Regions from separate parts of the Mus musculus genome. Here region 1 is linked to region 2. The links are chromatin contacts, called in public HiChIP or PLAC-seq maps. All regions are on one chromosome and are shown on one strand. The core of a region is the stretch at or near the end of the contact, and the rest is flanking DNA. Distances in the headings are between cores, read along the strand shown.

Region 1 (3,328 bases), core at 134-2,633, 89 kb after region 2:
TGTCTCCTCCTTCAGGGTCACACACCGGTAGACCTGGGCAGACACTAGTCAGGGGCTATAGTTAAAACAAGTCCTTCGTCTTCCTCCTTCAAACGCTAAAAAAAAAAACCCTTTCCTCTCCTCTCAGCTTCCTTTAAAAACCGGTCTTACTTTCTAGTTGCCCATTAATCTAGAATATACTTTCTACTAAATTTGTTTGTCTAAACACTTCCTAAATAAATAAATGTCACCAATCGAGAGCCCACCTAGCAAAGTCCAAGTTCAAGTCTTGGAAACCTTTTCTAAAAACCCCACCAAGAGGTGGACACCATCCGCCCCAGAAAACGCGGCACCTTCCTTCAACCGCGCAGGCAGCTATGCAGCTGACAACGCTTTTCCACGTACATCAGTACAACGAAGGCAAAGCTCTGGCTTCTCTATCAACCCCAGCAAACCGAGCGGCTGCCAAAACGGATTTCTTTCGTCTTCAAGAACTGAGACACCAAGAAAAAAAATCACCCTCGAAAGCGGCTATTCTACCCGCTCCGGCTGGCGGGGATTTCTCAAAAGTGACACCTCTGAGCTCTTAGCACGCTTGGTGGTTCAAACGCCATCAACGTGACACCTTTCTGGAGGCACGAGAGGGAGGGCAAAGATCCCTCAGGAGGCCTGAGAGGGCGCGACAGCGTGGGGGGCGGGGGGGGGGTGTCGGACGGCCGGGGGCTCGGGCCGGATCCCACGCGTTGCTAAGGCTCAGCGAGGCTTTGGGCCCTCGGGACAGCAAAGACCAGCGGGACTCAGCAGAGGCTCGGACTCGCGTGGGAACAACCGCGCCGGCTCATCCCGCGATGAGGTGGGTTCGAGGGCAGAGCCGCCCCGCTCCCGAGGCCGGACTCACTTGCAGGAGTGACCCCTCGGCCCATCTCCGGTAAAGTTGCTACCGCGGGCGCACGGGCGACTAGAGGCTCGAGGAGGCGCGAGCCTCGTGGGGGTGTGGCGGGGCTCACCCGTGATGTCCAGGTACAGGTCGTCCTGCTGCTCCAGGCGGTGCAGCTCCTGCGGCGTGGAGCTGCGGCTCTTCTTCACGCCGGGAGAGGAGGACGAGCTGCGGCGTGAGCAGGGGGGCGCGGTGGCCCAAGCCGAGCGCCGCTCGCTCTTACGCTTCATGGAGGCGGTCGCGGCCCGTCAGGGGACCGCGACCATGGCCCGGCAACCCGGCCCGGGTCCTCGCGCTGCGTCTCCCGCCGCCCGCGACCCGGGGGCCCCACAGCGCTGGCCGGTGGCTGGAGCAAAGCGCGCGCTCCCTGGGACGCTGCTGCCGTGGCGTCCGAGCTCAGCGGGCCGCGGCTCCCGGGGACCCCCAGGAGGGATGTTCCGTGGAGCTTCATTCACAAAAAGAAGGGCCCACAACCCTCCTCGGGGCCTACCGGCTCGGGCCGCTCATTGGTCAGTGCGGCGTGACGTCACGCAACTGGAGCCTTCCTACAGGCAGGTACTCGGTGACGCCATAAAGAAAAGTCTGAGCGCTTCCGCCAATCGGGCAGAAAGCGTGCTGGCGACCCCCTTGGTGGGACCCCTCTAACTTTTGTCTCTTGTGTCCAGGTGTTGACGCCTCAGTCCCCAGTTCCTCGAGTGAGTCTCCGAGTTCCTGCACAACCCTACCCTAATAACTCCACTTCGGATCTTTGAGATGGAATTTTTTTCTTTTTTAAGTGTTTCTTGGGTCTCCCCTGTAATTCGCGCCAAGGGAGCCTTGTCATGGCCGCCTGCTAGGAGAGTGTGTAGGCTGCTGAAACGGTCCTCAGCTCTGTGGACGCAAGGCAGAGTGGACCTCAGAACTTAGAAGTTCAGACCAGCGCCGTTTTCCCACCTATCCGATCGGATCGGATCGATAAGGGCTTCTTAGCGTCGGTGAAACCACCTGGAGATGCGATTTACCGCGGTGGTTTGAACCTTCCGACACCTCACCTCGGAACCCAGGAGCGCGCTAGCTCTCGCTGTGGGTAGCCGAGGTGGCCACGGTCCGACTTAGCACGAAGTGTTGGAGCATGTGGCCAGCTGAGCAAACGGCCTTTTCTCCTTTGGGTCTGCAGTGGTACCGCCCCATATTTTGCTACTGGGTTAAAAAGATATCAGATCTTTCTGGAACTTGACCATAGCTGCCATTTTGAAGAGCCCAGCTTCACGGTAGCATCTACTTGGGCGAGGAGACTGGAAGCAGTCGGTAGTCCCAAAGTCCCCATCGGCAGGACTGTAGTCAACAGCGATTTAGTCTGAAAGGGAAGTCAAGAGTCAGAGGGATAAATTTCAGTCCCTCCTCCCCTCCCCCAAAGAACCTCTCAGAAATGCAGATTTCACGAAGTTCCTTCCCCTAGGGAAGGCTTCTTTTGTTTTGAAGCCCTACCTTAAGCCTGCTGCTTCGGAAAAGATAAGATATGGGACTGGCTTTCCTTAGCCAGGGGCCCTTAAGAACCTGCTTGTTCACCTTTCGGGTTTCCATAGGACATCAACGAAGGCCTTACATTTAAAATGTCTGTAGTGTTAGCAAAAACTTTTGCCCAGGAAGAGAAAGTCCTTCACACGGTTCCAAGGACTCACAGTAGAAGGGCCACCAAATGTCACAATCAGAAATTTTATGAAAAGTTTTTTTTTTTTTGGTTTGTTTTTTTTTTTTTTAACCACCACTATAATCCATAGGATTACATGGAAGAAAGTGTTCCACTACACAGCCCAGACTGGGCTGAAAATGGCATCTGCCTCTCCAGTGCTGGGATTCCTGGTGTGAGCCACTGCAGGCACCTTACTGGATTCTCCCTCCCTCTCTCTCTCTCTCTCTCTCTCTCTCTCTCTCTCTCTCTCTCTCTCTCTCTCTCTCTCTCTCTCCCTCTCTCTCTCTCTCTCTCTCTCTCTCTCCCCCCCCTCTCTCTCTTGTGTGTGTGTGTCTAGTATGTTCCTTTTTTTTTTTTTTTTTTTGAGCTTTTGGGACTCAACCCTTGCTTGTGCTGGACCAAATGATCTACCCCAGCAAGCCACATTCCTGGCCCACATTCGTTACTTTTTGAGACTGGCTTAGTTGAATGTCTAACAGCCAAGTACTTTCCATACGTCAGTTGATTTTTCTCTCACCTTCAAATAGAATGCTTTGGCTAGATTCTGGCCACTAGAAAGTCTAACAAAATGCACATGGTTTAAATAAAGGGAAAAATCTTAGGTGTACATAGTTATGCCGTGTACGCATTTTCCTATTTTGCAGATGCATAGTTATGATCCTGCTGAAGTAATATTTTTAAAGCAAGGCTTTTTATTACTCCTAAGTATTCAGACATGTCTTGGGAACTAGAAGTCCATG
Region 2 (3,310 bases), core at 244-2,743:
CTGCTTGTCCTGGAACTCACTCTGTAGACCAAGCTGGACTCATAAACTCAGAGATTCACCTACCTCAGTCTCCTAAATGTTGGGACTAAAGGCGCGAGCCACCGCATCCAGCAGGACTTACTTCTACCTGAATAGACTAACTAGGATCTGATGCATATATTCCCGGTGCTTGGGACCCTGAGTGCAAGATCGCCAAAGTTTCATGCCAGTCTGAAGTATTGTTTTGCTTGTGTTAGACAGTGTCTTAGTGTTCAGGGCTGGGACACATCCAGGGTCTTCCTAGTCCACAGGGTCACACAGACCACCAGGGCAGCACATTAAAAATGTGCATCTGTGGAGATGGCTGCGCCTGTGCCCGTCTGACCCTATAACTCTTTCAGATGGTGAAGGAGGACTATGAGGATGAGTCTCACGTCTTCCGGAAAGCTGCCAATGACATCACATCCCAGCTGGAGATTAACTTTGGTAACCTCCCTCGCCCTGGTCGGGGAGCCAGAGGCAGCACCCGGGGAGGCCGAGGGAGAATGAGAAGAACAGAGAACTATGGCCCCCGTGCAGAAGTGGTGGTAAGTGGCTGTATTGTAAATCCCTGACGGCTTGCTGAAGGAGAGGGCAACTGCTTTGGGCTACAGTGGTCTGATTTTGTGGTTGCCTCCTAGAGTCTGATCTGGAGCAATTTTGAACAGTGTCACTTTACTGACATAATCACAATTCTCTCAGGCGGGCCACGGGTGTCACATCTGCCTGTCACGCTGAGGCTCATGGCAGAGAGAGCTCTTTCCAGAAAAACCTTGCTTAACACTGGACTTCTATGACTTAAATTCCCCACTTCATGTCTTTACCTAAAACACTAGCTCTCCGTGAGAAGCTGTGTGACTTCATCCTTTGCTTACCTTGGTGGGTACCTCGCATGTAATAAACAGTTACTTTTTTAGGTTTATGAGTATGTACACCAGTGTACTGTCTGTAACTCTAGTTCCAGAGGTTCCAACACCTTCACACAGATGTACACTCGAGACAAAACACCAATGCACAGAAGTAAAGAATAAAGACCTCTCTCTCTCTCTTTTTTTTTTTTAGACCCAAGATGTTGCTCCCAACCCGGATGACCCTGAGGACTTCCCCGCCCTGGCCTAACAGCCACTCCCCTGCAGCAGAGCAGCACTATGAAGAGACTTTCCTTGCCGCGAGAAGAGTCAGACTCTAAGAACAATAGATGTTGCTTTTCCCGTGTCGTGTGAAGTCATTGCACTTTTTTGCTCTGTGGAGTTCCCATGAGGTCAGGCCCTTTCCCCAGATAGAGACTTTTGTAAGGGATAATGTTTAAAATGTGTACATAGATTCTAACAATCCCAGCACAGAAGTACAAAGTAAAGTAAGTTAGAAAATAGAACTGCTGGGCGTGGTGGCGCACGCCTTTAAACCTAGCACTTGGGAGGCAGTGGCAGGCAGATCCCGAGTTCAAGGCCAGCCTGGTCTACAGAGTGAGTCTTGAAAAACAAGACGAGAAAAGTCCTTGAGTATTTCAGGACACGTGGAGAACCGCTCATGTAGAGCAGTCCCACCCCTAATTTTCATACCATTCACCTGCTACTGCTCAATTCTGAGAAAATCCCTGAGTTGTGGTTTAGACATTGTGCACTAGGGACAACCACTCTGAAGCAGAGGAAGTGTACTGGTTTTCAGTAGTGATTTAAACTACCTCGTGGTCTGTGCGTGCACACATCCTCAGTATGTGTGAGCAGACTTAGGGTTCAGGTGGTTGTTGAATATAATCAAATGAAAAGGTTTCCTGTATTTCCCCCCCAACCCCCGTCAACACTAGTGTTGGAATTCAGCACTGTGGACTCTGAGCAGACTGACTTGTAACTCAGTCACATCTCCTGACTGCGAACATGGGCTGGGCCCTCCCCTCGGCTGGGCCCCAGTTCCGGTGTTGTTCTTAAGGCCTCTGGTGGAGGTTTAAGGTTAGGGACCACCTCAGAGGCTCAATCACCCCAAACAGCTTGAGACCTAGGGCCGGCCACCCACCCACCGGCAAAACTAGGGAAGATTCATTGTATGTGGGAGGGACGAGCCAAGGTGTTGGGCAGCTGTCGAGATTAGGAAGGGAGGTTTGCCTGTTGTGCTTGCAATGGAACCCTGCTCCCCAGACCTGTGCTACCCGCCTTGGCCACAAAGTCTGAGATGGTGCTGAACTGGAACCCAGGTATAAATGAAGGTTGGTATTGTATTCCCTCTGAACTCTTGGGGTTTGGTTGAGTCATCAAAGTTGATGAGGATGTTGCTTTGGGTGACCACCTGCTTCTGACCCCATGTTTATTAAATGAATGAGTATAAAGGTATGACTGCCTTATTCATTTTCTCTGGGGCTGGCACACTGCTCGTGAGTACTATGATCTGACCGAAGAAGCCTGCATCGACTTTAGTCATGACAGTCACTGGGGCAGTGAGGGCTGCTCCATGAAGGTCGTAGAAGCAAGCTTTCTCTTAAGAACATTCATTGCCCTTTGAGTGTGTGAATGACACTGGGAAAGCTTGAAGCAATGCAACCTTGACTCATACCATCACACAGCAAATGCCCTTGCAACAGGCTTTTGCCCAGGGGCCACCTTGATGATTTAATGAGGGAAATGGTTATAATTTTTGCTTGTAACATGGGCCATGGCCAGAGTGTTCTGGAGAAGACAGAAGTCACAGAGGCAGAGAAAGTCATTATTAGCAAACTCATTCTGCATGGATGTACACCCAAAACAGGACCTAAGCTCAGATTTCCCTTCCAGACACCCAGACTTGTCATGAGGTGGACTCTCAGCCTGTGCTTCCGATCAGCCACACCAAAGAAACCTAGTCTTAGAATTTGGAGGTCAGGCAGAGGTGTCACATCTGAACCAGAGGGTTTCTGACATCTGAGTTGAGGGCTCATGGGCTGTCACACATGGCCTGGCAAAGGAATTCCACTTGCCCAGCTGGGGCATGATCATGAGCCATGTCAACATGTCTAGTATGGCTGGCACAGATGTTTCCTGTCTCAGGGTGATGATGACTTAAGGTACTGGTGACCCAGAAGCTGCTGCTAGAGAAGTTTGCTACAAGGGCTTCAGCAGAGGGTCTGGGCACTTGGCCAGGCTGCTCTGTAAAGTAGCTACAGCTAACATTCTCCTAGGGTGTGAGCAAGATTGGAGCAGCCATACCCTCTGGTGAACAAGTGCTGTCCACTGCAGACTTAACATACAGTACTGTGAGGAGAGAGGAAGGTCTGCCCATGTTTCTCTTGCTCCTGCTACCTCCCAACCAGCTAGCTTCCTGT

Evidence for each region. HiChIP or PLAC-seq counts read pairs in DNA pulled down with a chosen protein or histone mark.
Region 1: an H3K4me3 HiChIP or PLAC-seq map of embryonic stem cells shows a contact between it and region 2, with 63 read pairs. The contact joins the promoter of Cdc14b here to the enhancer-like site in region 2. A contact is called at or near these places in 3 of 39 promoter capture datasets (the HPC-7 cell line, embryonic stem cells and liver), 2 of 484 Hi-C or Micro-C datasets (the STO cell line and embryonic stem cells), 9 of 115 datasets of contacts at active chromatin or transcription factors (the NIH/3T3 cell line, bone marrow-derived macrophages, embryonic forebrain and 2 more) and 4 of 9 other capture datasets (adipose tissue, embryonic stem cells, liver and 1 more).

What each region holds. Positions count from the first base shown.
Region 1 is chr13:64,273,605-64,276,932 of GRCm38.p6, forward strand. It overlaps Cdc14b (CDC14 cell division cycle 14B), which reads right to left and starts at 1,384. Exons shown (of 14, transcript NM_172587.3): 1 at 987-1,384. The coding sequence starts at 1,146.
Region 2 is chr13:64,184,193-64,187,502 of GRCm38.p6, forward strand. Habp4 (hyaluronic acid binding protein 4) reads left to right here. Exons shown (of 8, transcript NM_019986.3): 7 at 381-566; 8 at 1,081-2,345. The coding sequence ends at 1,137. Among named protein-coding and RNA genes, the nearest start is that of Habp4, 24 kb to the left of the region's middle. Within about 2 kb of position 1,494, at least 16 of the 459 cell types and tissues checked have an H3K27ac peak or open chromatin away from gene starts, as enhancers often do. A contact at or near this core is called in embryonic stem cells, where this site is marked.